Regions from separate parts of the Mus musculus genome. Here all the other regions are linked to region 1. The links are chromatin contacts, called in public ChIA-PET maps. All regions are on one chromosome and are shown on one strand. The core of a region is the stretch at or near the end of the contact, and the rest is flanking DNA. Distances in the headings are between cores, read along the strand shown. Region 1 overlaps Nt5c2 (5'-nucleotidase, cytosolic II). Region 2 overlaps Wbp1l (WW domain binding protein 1 like). Region 3 holds the start of Sfxn2 (sideroflexin 2). Region 4 has its middle 21 kb from the start of Trim8.

The links. ChIA-PET counts read pairs in DNA pulled down with a chosen protein or histone mark.
Region 2: a contact with region 1 is called in an RNA polymerase II ChIA-PET map of memory CD8 T cells, with 68 read pairs. The contact joins two enhancer-like sites. A contact is called at or near these places in 2 of 115 datasets of contacts at active chromatin or transcription factors (effector CD8 T cells and memory CD8 T cells) and 1 of 9 other capture datasets (embryonic stem cells).
Region 3: a contact with region 1 is called in an RNA polymerase II ChIA-PET map of memory CD8 T cells, with 9 read pairs. The contact joins the promoter of Sfxn2 here to the enhancer-like site in region 1. A contact is called at or near these places in 1 of 39 promoter capture datasets (cranial neural crest), 2 of 15 datasets of contacts at CTCF or cohesin (the NIH/3T3 cell line and large pre-B cells), 46 of 484 Hi-C or Micro-C datasets (the AML12 cell line, B cells, CD4 T cells and 28 more), 10 of 115 datasets of contacts at active chromatin or transcription factors (T-cell acute lymphoblastic leukemia, astrocytes, bone marrow-derived macrophages and 7 more) and 4 of 9 other capture datasets (adipose tissue, embryonic stem cells, liver and 1 more).
Region 4: an RNA polymerase II ChIA-PET map of memory CD8 T cells shows a contact between it and region 1, with 24 read pairs. The contact joins two enhancer-like sites. A contact is called at or near these places in 3 of 115 datasets of contacts at active chromatin or transcription factors (memory CD8 T cells, microglia and pancreatic cancer cells).

Annotation. Positions count from the first base shown.
Region 1 is chr19:46,886,412-46,889,621 of GRCm38.p6, forward strand. It overlaps Nt5c2 (5'-nucleotidase, cytosolic II), which reads right to left. Exons shown (of 18, transcript NM_029810.5): 18 at 1-2,640. The coding sequence ends at 2,407. Among named protein-coding and RNA genes, the nearest start is that of Nt5c2, 74 kb to the right of the region's middle. Within about 2 kb of position 1,905, at least 87 of the 459 cell types and tissues checked have an H3K27ac peak or open chromatin away from gene starts, as enhancers often do. A contact at or near this core is called in CD8 T cells, ECoMG-derived neutrophils, the G1E-ER4 cell line and 7 more, where this site is marked.
Region 2 is chr19:46,615,383-46,618,908 of GRCm38.p6, forward strand. All of the region lies in intron 2 of Wbp1l (WW domain binding protein 1 like), which reads left to right. Among named protein-coding and RNA genes, the nearest start is that of Wbp1l, 18 kb to the left of the region's middle. Within about 2 kb of position 2,204, at least 71 of the 459 cell types and tissues checked have an H3K27ac peak or open chromatin away from gene starts, as enhancers often do. A contact at or near this core is called in memory CD8 T cells, where this site is marked.
Region 3 is chr19:46,571,887-46,575,403 of GRCm38.p6, forward strand. Sfxn2 (sideroflexin 2) reads left to right here and starts at 1,479. Exons shown (of 12, transcript NM_053196.3): 1 at 1,479-1,573. It overlaps Arl3 (ADP-ribosylation factor-like 3), which reads right to left and starts at 1,296. Exons shown (of 6, transcript NM_019718.3): 1 at 1,154-1,296. The coding sequence starts at 1,156.
Region 4 is chr19:46,521,100-46,524,340 of GRCm38.p6, forward strand. No RefSeq gene overlaps it. Among named protein-coding and RNA genes, the nearest start is that of Trim8, 21 kb to the left of the region's middle. Within about 2 kb of position 1,587, at least 206 of the 459 cell types and tissues checked have an H3K27ac peak or open chromatin away from gene starts, as enhancers often do. A contact at or near this core is called in memory CD8 T cells, where this site is marked.

The sequences.
Region 1 (3,210 bases), core at 655-3,154:
TTTGTAGCTCATTTAGTTATTCTATTTCTACTTTAAACAAAATTTAAAGAGCAACTTGAAGGGCGCATAGCTTACTCCATGGATCTCTGCAGATCTATGCTTATGGTAAAGGAGAATCTTGGGTATAAAATAAACATTGAATTTTCTCTGCCCCAGATGTTTCTGAGACACTTGGGTGTTTGTTCTCCTGGCGCACCTCTGTGGCCGTGAGACCCAGTAGGACTGGGAACACCGGACTCCCTAGTGTCACACACTCCAGTCTTGGGAGCTCAGTCTAGCATGAAGAAAGGATTCCTAAATTCTGATGCTCTACAAAGCCTGAAAACTGAGTGTTTTCAGAACTCCTAGGAAAGGTTCTGAAGAGTGACGGAAGGGCGGGCTGCCATTTCTGTCCTCTAAATTATTCAGACTTAGGAAAACGGTGGAGAAGTTTACTGATGACAGACAATCCCTGTTTTCCATTCTGAAATGTCCAGTCACCTGCCCCAGACAGACCTCCCAGCACATCTGGGAACGTGTGGGAAATCACCAGCTGGTCTCTCACAAAGCTCCTTAGCAGCTCCTTCTGGTGACTTAACGTGGAGTTCTTGCAACTGCGTGCTTTTCACAGCCACTTGAAGTGCTTGCTCGCTCGCTAGCTCTCCTGGTGAGTCACCTGGCTGACAGTGTCATCTGGCCAGTAACAAACTGTTGTATCCACACAACACAGTAAAACATAGAAAGCAAACTGAGTGATATCCACCTCTGCTCTAAGGAATGAACTAATGCAAGGTGACTCTGCAGTTGTCACATGCCACGCAGAGGTGATCTGGGCTTGAGAAGGCTTAACACTGTCAAACTAGGCAATGTCCTCAATGACAATTTAAATGAGAATAGTAACTAGGGTGAATACGGTAGTCTCTAAATTTTAAAAACAGAGATGACAACTAATAGGCCACGTACATGTTCCAGAAATTTCAGTCCGAATGCACGTTACTTGAAATGACTTACTGTAAAGTCAGTGAGTGCTGGCAGCTGCAGCCTTGGCTCAGTGGCTGTGCTCCATACCTTCAATGATTACTTTAAAACAAGCCAGGCAAGGTGCTGCACGCCTTTAATCCCAGCACCCGGGAGGCAGAGACAGGCACACCTCTTTGAGTTCAAGGCCAGTCTGCTCTACATACTGAACATGTCCCAGGACAGCCAGGGCTACATAGAGAAAATTTGTCTTTTTAAAAAATGCCTAAAACCTCAGTGAAAAAAAATCCTTATACCCATGAAACACTGTACATATAAGCATGTTTTTAACTAAAAGTGATACAGATATGGTGAGCAATTTTGAAAATGTATTTCCCTTAAAAAGAACACCAACCCTAAAGCCATTTGAAGAGCAATAGCTGTGACGGCTAATAGTTGTACTACACAAGGGCCAATGTTAGCATTAGACATACATTTTACTGAGTTCTAGAATAGCCAGGACCCTAGTGACCAGGGCCAAGAATGGGAGAAAGCAAATCAAAGTTAAAGCAAGAATCTCTGACACTGCTCAAGTGCGGGACAGCTCCCTGCACTGGCAGGGCAGGCACAGCCTTCACGCTCTCCTCAGAACACAAGGTCGTTTCCTGTCACGGGAACTGACTGACTGTGGCGAGGAGGAGGGTGCACCTGCAGGCCACGATGCCGTGGCTGCTGCTCTGGGAACTTGCTCCTCTGTACTCTTCAGGTACATTCCCCAAAAGGATTGTTTTCATAGAATAAAAAGCATTTGTGCTACCAACTTTAAAAAATGTAGTAGGGATGGTAACTTCTGCCTCAAATTCCAATCCCCACAGTCAAGAATCACCTACAGCAAGGAAACTCACAAAGGCACCGAATGACACAGCAGCAGCCTTGCCAGAGCCACCGAGGAAACCCAAAAGCTAACGGAAGGAAACCTGACCTCAACAGACGGCTGACTACACTTGATAATGAAAGCATGTATTTCTCCACTGATTAGCAACACTGTGAAGCACTGGACAAGTGGGGTTTGAAGCAGCGGTACAGCCTGTATACAGCATTTGTGGATCTCCTCTTCCTACCAGTCCCGTGGCTCTGTTCTGAAACCCTTTTTTACTACCTTCGTACATCCAGATGACACGCTGACGATGACAGACACAGAAAATCATTACAAGCCATGTGGTGCGATCTGTGTGCACTCCACCTGCCTTTACCTGTTCTTCCTATACAGTTTCAAACCATCTGCAGAGAACAGATACACAAAACTGAAGTAGCTATGATTAGAATTATTTAAAGCCTTGAGAAACTTTCCAAACTTTCCAGGACTTCTGATGGAGTCCTCCCACCCTCCCTAACAGAATCCAAACAGGCCACCCCTCACCCCGTGAGTCTGACAGACTTGATGGGTGCTCCGGTTTCTAGTCTGCCTTCCTATTCTTCCTCTTCTTCCTCTTCATCATCATCTTCATCATGGCAGTGTGTGATCTCCTGGGGGGCCAGCGGGAAGAGGTTGGGGGGCTTGATCTCACTAATGGACCTTGTAAGCTGGTGTCGCTTATAGTCAGTGTCTTTGAAATCCACTGACGTGCGGTTCCGGGTGGCGAGAGGGGACTCCATCTCATTGATATCCACATGCGTGTGTTCCACCGTTGACTCGTGCGGCATCTAGAGCAAAGCAAACACTCAGGCTGTAGGCAGAGCGAAAGTGAGTACTGTGCTAACCACTCCGCTTCCCAAGCAGGAGTGCCTAAGCTCCGCTCCCTCCCTACAGCATGGAAATCCGTAAGAAACCTTACGGATGCTTTTATACTTCCTTAGCCAGCCCTGCCCTGCAACAGCAGTATCAGGACATACATATAAAAACAGTTATATTGCCAGGTGTGGTGGCGCACGCCTTTAATCCCAGCACTCGGGAGGCAGAGGCAGGCGGATTTCTGAGTTTGAGGCCAGCCTGGTCTACAAAATGAGTTCCAGGAAGCCAGGGCTACACAGAGAAACCCTGTCTCGAAAAACCAAAAAAAATTATTTCAATTAGCACTAACAAGTCTTTTTTGGGGGGTGGGGTAGGGCACCTCTCAATGTAACCCTAAATCAGAGATCAGTACCTCCCAGGCACTAGGATTAAAGGTATGCACCAATACACCCCGCATTTTTTTTTAAGATTTATTTATTTATTTTATGTATGTGAGTACACTGTCGCTGTCTTCAGACACACCAGAAGAGGATATCCAATCC
Region 2 (3,526 bases), core at 954-3,453, 270 kb before region 1:
CTGATGCAGGCTCACGCAGGCTCTTAACTCATCAGTCACAGGAATGCTAGCCTGGAAGCTGATAGACATGAGCAGGCCCAGAGCAGTTAGCTGGTCCAGGCTCACGAGTCTGTGTGTTGCAGTGGCTGCCATCATGAAGTGCATGTCAGAGCTTGGCAGAGTCTAAAAGGCCAGTCTCCCGGACGTCAGCCCTTAGAGCTCTACCTCGGTCCCTTTGATCGCTATCCTGGGCATTTTCACACCTCTGTTGTGCCCTTCTGGCAAATGGGGAGAGTAATATCCTGAAATAGACATGAAAATGGCTTATACATTTTGACTCTTTTGAGTTGATTTTCTACATTTTCTTGGCTTGCTTGAGTTCTTGGTCCCTGGGTGTGTCTCCTGGGGACACTGTTTTGAGCACAGCAACCTTGGAAGAGTTTTGTTTCTTAAGATTCTGGCAATGAAGAGCCATGTGTGTGAAGGCAAATAAGCTGGTATCTGCCAGCCCATTTGGGGGTGGGGGGGGATAGTTACTCTGGACTGGGAATACAATTCTCAAAGTCTCAGGAGGCTGGAGAGGTGGTGGCTCAGTGGTTACTCAGTGGAGGACTCAGTGTGAGTGCCAGCACTCACATGGTGACTCACAACTGTAGCTCCAGTTCCAGAGCATCCGATGCCCTCTTCTGTGCTCAGTGGGCACATAACGTACATGTAGACGAAATAGACACATTAAAAAAAAAACACTTTAAGCTCTGGGGGGAGGCCTGGCCCTGCCCTTCCCCTAACTTGGACCCCGGATGAAGGCATTTTTGAAGTGTATTGGAAGCATAGGGTTCAGGAGTTGCTGTGACTGGACATGGAGTGACATGGGGCTAAGCATCCCTTGCCTGTGTGGCGCTGTCCTCTTGAGTTCTGCCACCCTCTGTTTGCACCCGCTTGGCTTGTATGCTCTCACAGTCCTTACAACCTGCAGGCTGGTTGCCTAAATGCTCTCTCCTGGCGTTTTTTGACCACGTAACCTTAAATCTAGAATAGGTTTGGTTTCCTCCTAGTTATAGGGCGGAGGGGCTGGTGGTAAAGGAAGGATCGCCCGAATAGATGATTAGTGTAAGATCCAGGAAGGGAGGGGCACAGTACCGTAAGCTGTGCTTCCAGTTTGTTCCTGTTTAATCTCACCATCCTTCATGCTGCCTCCAGGCACTGCGGATGTTACCAACCCAGAGCTGGGAGACCGGAGCTGGGAGACCGAGCTGGGTAGCTGCTCCCTATTTCCCATAATCAAAAAACCGTGTGAAGCGGTTAGCTCGTGTCCAGGTCCTCCCTGGAGAAAGGGAGTTTTGCCCCTGAGATGGTTTAAATACTTGTAATTCCTCAGCTGAGAATTAAAGATGAACAGATTGTGAGACACAAGGCCCCTTTGGTGGACTACAAGTCTGTAGTCCTAGCACTTGGGAGGTGGCTGGAGATAAAGGTCTGTTAAGTTGCAAGTTTGAGGCCAGCCCGGACTACTGGAGACTGGCAGTCTCAAATAACAATAACAAAAGGCACACACAGGAGGGTTTCCTAACCCCTTCCTAAAGTTTCTCGAACCCGAGGTCAGATTCAGGTATTCTCCTGATCTTGTACTGGCTTGTCGGGTTTTTGTGGCCAGGAAAATGAAATGTTACTAGCACTCCTGTTTTGCAATTCCTTCCTTCCTCCACTTTTTCCCCTTGTGTATGTATGGTGTGTGTGTGTGTGCGCGCGCGCGCACATGTGTACATGTGTACATGTGCATGAGACCACAGGTTGAGCGTGGATGTCTCCCTCAGTTGCCCTCTACCTTATTTTGTTGAGAAGAAGACTCTCACCAAACCTAGGTCCGTGCATGAGATTTACAGAACCTAGGTTATCTGAGACTTTTATCGAGCTGCTCAGACCTTAGAAGAGGAGCTAGGCTTGGGGTGGGGGAGGACGGACATGAGGAGTCGCAGGAGGGGGTGGAGCACCACTAGGAGGCTTTGTGCAGATGCTGGGACCCATCATCCCGGGCTGCTTCAGGTTGGGATGCTGCGAGCCCTTGCCTTGGGTCAGCCATCACTGCATTTGCTTTCCCACCAAAGAGTGGACCACGTTATTTTTGTCTTGCCCAAAGTTTACATAAAAAGTGAACGAAGTCAGCTTTGGTGGAGCCCAGGAAGCCCCAGTCATGCTGAGGGAGTTCCATTTCCTGTGGCTTCTGGGTGTGAATCATACAGGTGATGTGACCTGGTCTCTCTGTTGTTTCCGTTCTGTCACGATCCTCCTATTACAATTTCCTCCAGTGCTACAGTTGGAGCTAGGGTCTCACACCTCTCATGCAGCAGGCAAGCACTCAATCCCGGAGAGGCATCCCTGGCCCTTTTATTTCAGTGCGGTTTAGGATACGTGAAAAGTCTCTGCAGACGGCTTGCTAATTCCCATGTGATTCTTGGCTATGCACCTCTTTGGTTAGATGTATTTATAAGGTCAGAAAAACACCCAGATTTTGGCACAAAAGTAGACTCTTCTGTCCCCCTTGAACAAGTCGTGCTCCTGGAAGTGTCTGTTCTTCGTCAGTGATGCCTAGAGTCACCAGGAGCTTCAGTAAGCTCTAGACCCAAGATAGCAGACACCCACCCATCAAGTGAGTGTCTGCGGACTGATCGTTCCAGTCCAGAAGCATTCTCTTACTGGGTTGCAGAAGTGGGAACTGTCAGTGAGTTTTAGCTTGTGTAACTCTGACGTCCTTCCCTCCATGAAAACATGGAGATTAAAGCAGGATCCGAGGCCCATGCCTATCCCAGCATGAGGGGAAGGCTGAGACCGTAGGACCACTGAAGGGCATCCTGAGCTACATGGATGCCACAGGGACCTCAAAGTTGTAGTAATCCTCCTGCCTCTGCCTCCCGAATACTAGGCTTACAGACACGCACTGCCTTGCTTTGATTCTTGCCTCCTTTTCTTTCTTCCTCACATGTTCTGTGTGTGTCCATCATACTGGGCTCCACAGAGTGTGCTTACCCCCCATACACACACACACACACACACACACACACACACACACACACACGAGCTCCTCTTCCGTTCTTGCAGCTGCTTCTTGCGCCATTCTTCCTCAGGAGCTCTTAGGCTGACGTCTCTACCCAGCCCTTTTCTTTATTACGCAGCGCCTGTGTTTGTCTCCGTGTGTGCTTGTCTTTGTCCAAAACCGGGTAAGGAGGGTGAGGAAACTTCCCGCTTGCTTTGACAGCACATAGACTAGAGCTGTCAATCAGAATTCTTCATCACACTTCCTCCTGGTGGCTGGAGGCAGCTGTTGGGTATGAGGTTCCCAAATGAGTCTGGGAGACAATTTTAATTTATATCAAAATACGATTTCTGCGTGCCAAAGCCATTGCGGAGCCACGTAGGCCTGGGTGAAGTGCTCGCTCCATCTCCTGGGGCTGGGGGGGGGCACCCTAAATGAGTTACCTCATTTCACTCAAACTTAGGTTTTCCCATCTGGGACATTGGGACTCTCAGTCTCTGCTGAAGCTTCCTTTTC
Region 3 (3,517 bases), core at 229-2,728, 310 kb before region 1:
TAGCTCTAAAAATATTCATTTCCCCATAACTTCATTTTTACTCTCCATCTACCGCGTACAGAATCAACAAGGGCAGAGAGATGTTCAGCAACGCTCAGTGTTCATTTGCCAGCATCCACGCGATGGTTCCCAGACATCCGTAACTCCAGTTCCAGGCAACCAAAGCTCTCTTCTGGCCTCTGCAGGCACCAGGCACACACGTGGAGCACAAACATACATTCAGGCTAAACACCCATACATATACATTAAATAAAATAACGATTTTAAAAAATCAACAAGGAACCGAGTGTTTCTGGTCAAAAATCTGTCACACATCATACACTTTGGAAAAGCCTTAATTAAGGTTAACGGAGACAAGGCTTGCTTCAAATTGATGCTCACTTTCTATTGTTCATTCTTTTTAGTTTGAGGTGAAGACCTTTGGTCCTCCTGTGGCCTCAGGCAAAAGGACACTGCAAATTTGAAGGAAAAGCTAGGACACGGGAGGTTAATTTGCTTCTATCTACATGGAATAAATACGGAGCAAAAAATCGCTCATCAACAACCATTATTTCTTCGCAGAACTTTCAGCGATTAAGTTGGGACTGCAGGAGCGCACCCACCACAGAGACATCCATTCCCAGCGGTACCTCTTATTGTCCTGGGACTTACTCCCTACACACCTCTCACTCAGAGACGCGAGCATCTAGGAAAGCCAGGTTACAGCTCCCTGGTGCTGCCAGGGTGATCTCAAAGACAGTAGAGCCGCGCCTCTCCCACTTTTGGCTGGTTCTCAGATGAACCCCACAGTCCCGAGGCGCCGAGAGGTCGACTCTGCAGTAAGATCTGAGAGCTTGGTCTGATCTCCGCAGCTCTAGAGTCGCCTTCATCCCAGTCCCTAGAAAGATGATGGTGCCCAGGCTTCCCCGCTAGCCAAGCACTCCATGCCTCGAATCTATCGCAAACCCCTCTTTTCTCTCCAGGCCTAGGCCTCCCTCCAGGCCCACTTTAGGGGCTCCTCCTTCGCCCCTGAAACCGATCTAGAACCCCAAAGATCAAGGCGAGCCCCATCCCACGTCCTCCTCGGCTTTACGCGCAGCGCCCCGCCCTGGGACTGGTGAAAGGAGGGGGGGTGACTGGTCAGCTCTGGAGGGGCCAGGGCCCCCACACTCACCATCCTCAAGCCGAGTCCCTCCTCCTCCTCCTCCGCCTCCTCCTCCTGCCTCCCCCGTTACCAGGGGTAACTGCTGCGGCGCCGCCCCTGACGTCCCTCGCACGCACAGCGGAGGAACGGAGCAGCGGGATGGGGCGGGGTTCTGCTCCTCTCTACCCAAAGTGCGCAAGCGCGCCAAAGCGCCCGCCCATTGCGCAGGCGGTCTCGGGAGGGGCGGGAGGGCGGGGCGGGCTGGTGAGCGACCCAGCGGGAGGTGCAAAGCCGCCCACGTGGCTGGCCGGAGCCTGTGGCCTCTGATTGGTCGGAAGTGGGGGCGTAGGGCGAGGGGGTGGTTCCCGGGCCTAGCCGCGACACTTCAGTTCTGCTTTCCTGGTCAGCTTCGCCTGGTGGCAGTCGCGGGGTGCATCCCTCTGGGACCAGGTAAGAGTTCGCAAGTGCAGCCAAATGCACAGCTACTCCTAATCCCCGCGCCTCCGAAGGGAGCGTGGTTCTGCTCTGTTGCGGCTGCCAGGCGCTGCGTGCTGGACTTGCATCTGCAGAAGCCGCGTGGCCGGAGGGACCCACCAGGGCTCCAATGGATTCTTCCCTTCTGACCCCGGTTGTCTTCGGGTGCCAGGCTTTAGGGCTCAGGAGTTGCGGCTACGTCTCTATCTCCACATTCTTGTTAGAATCCAGGATAGGTGATTTGTACTGTGTTGGGGGAGGTCGCCTGAGAGAGGGCGAGAGATAGGGAGGTTGGGGACCGGTCCCTAGCATTGAGGTTAGCTGGCAGCGGGAGTGTTAGATTGTTTGGGATCTGCTGGATTTTGCTAAACCGGGTTAGACTGCAAGCGCTACCTCCCGCTCCTCTCACGCCCAGGGCCGACCACAGGACCTTTGTGGCATGTTGGTTCCCGACAACCTGCCTTCGTGGAAATTGCATTCTTCCTAGTGGAATGTTTTTTTTTATATGAGGTTTAATTTCCTTACAACCCTAGAAATCGGTTATTGTAGATGATAAGAGTCCGGACTTGAACTAACTTGTAAACTATTTTTTTTTTTTACTTGTAAACTATTTTATAGTGTTGCTTGTAAACACTGTGGCCCAGGTAGGAGTGCTGTTTGCCCCCGGGGACTGAACTCAGAATGCAGGGGTTTGTACAGGGTAGGCAAGCACTCTGCCACCGACCTACATACACTACACCCCACACCTCAGAGCTGTTTATACCTGTTAATAAGCAGAGAACTCTTCCAACAGCTCATAGTTTAGGTAGAAGTGGTATCTCTGGAAGTCTGTTGATGTGTGTTTACCTGTTATCTATCTTACAGGTCCATGTATGTCACGTACATAGAGAGCAATTCCTGTCGCAAAGAAAGGGTGACATATTATTATTATTATCAATAGTTTAATCTGGGGTTCAGGCGTTACCTCTTTCACCAACCTAGTTGCCATTACTTAAACAAAGGCAGATTTTTCCAGTATGGGTTTTCAGGTTTGTTGTCGTTGTTGTTTTGAGAGTCTTACTATGGAACTCTGGCTGGCCTGGAACAAAACTATGTAGACCATACTGGCCCTAAATTTGCACAGGACTGCCTCCTTCCTGGGTACTTCTGGGCACTGGGTACATAGTGCGAAGCTTTCAGGTCTTTTTTACAACCAAGTAAAGAACTTTCTATAAAACCTTTAAAACTATTTGCTTTACGTATATGAATGTTTTGTCTGCATGTATGTAAGTGCATCATCACATGTGTCTTTGGTACCCGGGAGCTGGAGTTATGGGTGGCTGTCAGTCACCAGGTGGGTGCTGAAAACTGAACCCAGGGATTCTTGCAGAGCAGCGATTGCTCTTTAAAGTGCTGAGCCATGGCTCCAGCCCCACAGTCAGAAACATCTGCTACCTGCCTACTTGTATCGGATCCTTGGAGGGAAAAGTCAATTCTGAATCTTGACTAAAGAAGTTCAAGGTGATCAGACAGAAGGTGGTGGCGCACGCCTTTGATCCCAGCCCTTGGGAGGCAGAGGCAGCTGGATCTCTGAGTTCGAGGCCAGCCTGGTCTACTAGGACAGCCAGGGCTACATGGAGAAACCCTGTCTCAAAAAAAGGAAAAGGAAGAATAAAAGAGGCACTAGGTGAGTTGTTAGATTAGAGACCCCTCCCCTTCCGTTTATCTACTAATCTACTGCTCTTCACACTGGGGCCCTTTTGTGGGAAAAGGCACATTCAGGGTTCCCTCAGGTAGCACGGTATCTGTTTTCACTGTTACCTTGGAGTCCCGATGAGTGTGTCTGTAAGCAGGAGCCTGGGCCTGCTGGTTTAATTATTACCGTCATTCTCCTGCTTGTTCTAGGCAACCTGACGGTAGTCTGCTATTTCAGTGGTCTTT
Region 4 (3,241 bases), core at 337-2,836, 370 kb before region 1:
CACAGAGAAACCCTGTCTCAAAAAACCAAAAAAAAAAAAAAAAAAAAGTCATGTGGATTTCTGGTCTACCTAGGGGAACAAAATGGCGGGGAGTCATGTGACATATGGATGTCCTGTTTGTCAGTTGGATGTTGGTATCAAACACTGTCCATATGCGTCCCTGCTGCAGGGCATCATACAGGAGGAGGCATGGATGCAAATGGACAGCTTGTAGCCTAATAGGGATCTACCAGTGAACCCTCCCTGCCAGCTGTGGCACTCCAGGTTTTACCCACTAAACCATATACTTAGGATCAGTCTACCAACAGTCCACATGGTCCCAGGTCCCAGTGGCTTTGGGCTTCAGACCCTTCCTTCTTTGTAGGTCAAAGGTTCATTTCCTGTGCATGCTGTTGCCTTCCTTCACAGTCTAACTGTGATTCACAGGGCTAGAGAACTGGCCCCAGGATTCAGAGCATATCGTCTCTGTGACTCTAGCTCCAGGCCAGAGACTCTGCTCATACTTATACACAAGTTAAAGAAGAAAAAGACAAAGAAAAAGCCGGTGGTAGTGGTGCACACCTTTAGTCCCAGTACTCAGGAGGCAGGAGGATCTCTGTGAGTTTGAGGCCAGTCTGGGCTACAGAGTATGTTCCAGGATAGCCAGAACTACACAGAAACCCTATCTTGAAAAAAAAAAAAAATCTAATTGTGGCTTAAATGTCAGGGTACAAACTTTAGGGCTTACATTTCCAGCTAGGATATGACTCCCTGTGAAAACATGCAATATTAGTCATCTTTGATGGTTCAGAGTCTAGCACTGTGCCATTCATTCATTCATTCATTCAGGCAGCAAATATCCACTGAGATCCTTTTGGTCTTGGGCATCACTCCAGTGTTAGAATGCCACTGAACATGACCTCTGCCCATCTTAGAGCTGATAATCTAATGAGGAAGAGGCAGATGACAACAGTAAATAAGTAATCATGGGTTAGCAGCAAATACCACCAAGGAAAATGAAAGTGAGTTAGGGGGTGGGGCTATGAGAAGGAGGGGGGTGGTCTGTAGGTTCTTATACAGGGAGCTAGGTAGGTAGGCTCTACTGAGCAGAAAACTTCAAAAATACTGGGGTGATAGTAGCACACACTTTCAATGCCAGCACTTGGGAGGAAGAGGCAGGCAGACCTCTGATTTTGAGGCCAGCCTGGTCTACAGAGCAAGTTCTAGGATAGGACAGTCAGGGCTAAGCAGAGAAAACACTGTCAAAAAGAAAGAAAGAGAGAGAGAGAGAGAGAGAGAGAGAGAGAGAGAGAGAGAGAGAGAGAGGAAGAGAGAAAGAAAGAAGGAAGGAAAGAGAAAAAGAATGAAAGGAAGGAAGAAAGAAAACTTCAAGAATGTATGCATGTGAGGGTCAAATCCGGAGCTATTTGAAGCAATAGCAAGCAGGGCGGGCGGGAGAAATGAGCTCGCAGCTTTCCGGCAGAAGTTCATTTCAGGAAGAGTCAGGGGGTGAATGTGGTTGGAAAGAGTGAGGGAGGAACAGGGTAGTGAACGATGAGGTCATCCAGACAGTGAGGGAACTTGAGGCCACTGTAAGAGTTTTGCTTCTGCTCCGGAGATACTTGCTCAATGAATAAGGGCAGGAGAACCAAGTTCCTAACCTAAGCAGTGGTAGCCCTCAGCTTCTACGCAGGCGGCGCTTAATCATGTCCCAAAGGAGAGATAAAACAGAGAGGCACAAAGGAGAGAGACGTTCACTCTTGGAGCAGGTGTGGGAGTTCTAGCGGAGGGCAAGGAGGAGAGCTCATTTAGAATGTAGGGTCCGGGCTGGTGAGATGGCTCAGTGGGTAAGAGCACCCGACTGCTCTTCTGAAGGTCAGGAGTTCAAATCCCAGCAACCACATGGTGGCTCACAACCATCCGTAAGGAGATCTGACTCTTCTGGAGTGTCTGAAGACAGCTACAGTGTAGTTACATATAATAAATAGAATGTAGGGTCCATGTGGTGATCCAGTGGCTATATAGAGACTCTGTTTGAAAAGAGAAGGAGGAAGAGGAAGAGGAAGGGAAAAGGAAGAGGAAGAGAAAAGGAAGAAGGGGGGTGAAGGAAGAGGAGGAGGAGGGGGAGGAGGAGGATTTGTTTTGAGCTTGAGAGCCCTAGAAACCTGGAAAGCAGGTTTCAGGCAGGGGACTGCCTTTTTGCACAATAGCTCTGACCTCCACAGGGAGGAGGGGCCAGAAGCAGGAGAGAATGTGGGGAGAGATAAGGAATACAAGCCACTGTGGATATGGGGGCTTAGAAAGGACCAGGGTCAAGGGTGGGAGCCTAGTTCAGGCTTCTCTTCCTGGTTTGTCAACCCTGTGCCCAGAGTCAGCAGAAAAATCTCAGCTCTAGGGAGGAGGCAGCACAGAACCCCAGGCTGCTGAGGGAGCAGGGCAGGCAGCAAGATGCCATTGTGTGCCTGCAATCAAGAGGCTTCAGAGGAAATCAAAAGCGCCAACTGGATGTGTGCGCACTGTCTTACACTCGCTCTCAAATACACTCACACATTTGAGTGCGTACAAACGCGCGCGCACACACACACACACACACACACACACACGCACTTCTGCCTCTAAATGGGTCAAGTGGAGGCTGTGGTGTGGGTTAGCCAGGGAAGGCTAGGACGTGGGGTGGGGGTGGGAAGAGCAGCCTGGGCCCTGGTACCCGCTCACTCTCCTGGCACAGGAGATGGCGGCAGCTGCAGAGTGGAGTGGGATGTGAGGATAAATATACACCTCCCATGCATATGGATAATGCCCACAGCTGCCCTGCCTGCGCAGTGTTCATTAGGACCAACTGTTTCAGGAGCAGTTCAGGCAGGCGGGAGGGTGCATGCCCATTCACGGGCTCAGGGCAGGGGGGCTGCCTGCAGCTGTGCAGGCCCCGCCTCCTGCCTGGATCAGCATATCCCAGCCGCGGAATGAATCCTGCTCCCTCCCACTCTCTCTCTGCCCAACTCACTGCCCTGCTAGTTCTTGCAGGTCTTAGGGTGGAGAGAGGCCGAGAGCGAGTCAGGATGAAATCTATCTCGGGGGCTCGGTGTATTGAGGGGAAGAGTCGGGCTGGATTAAGTCAGTCTTCTGGCTTCAGGATGGGCTACTGGTGGCAACCAAAGATGATCCCCTCTTTTCCAAAAAGCCATCTGTGGCAGGGAAACTGCTTTAGCTCTGTCATCTGGGAGCTTAAGGGAAGTCCCAGCCCATCGGACTGGAAAGCCCC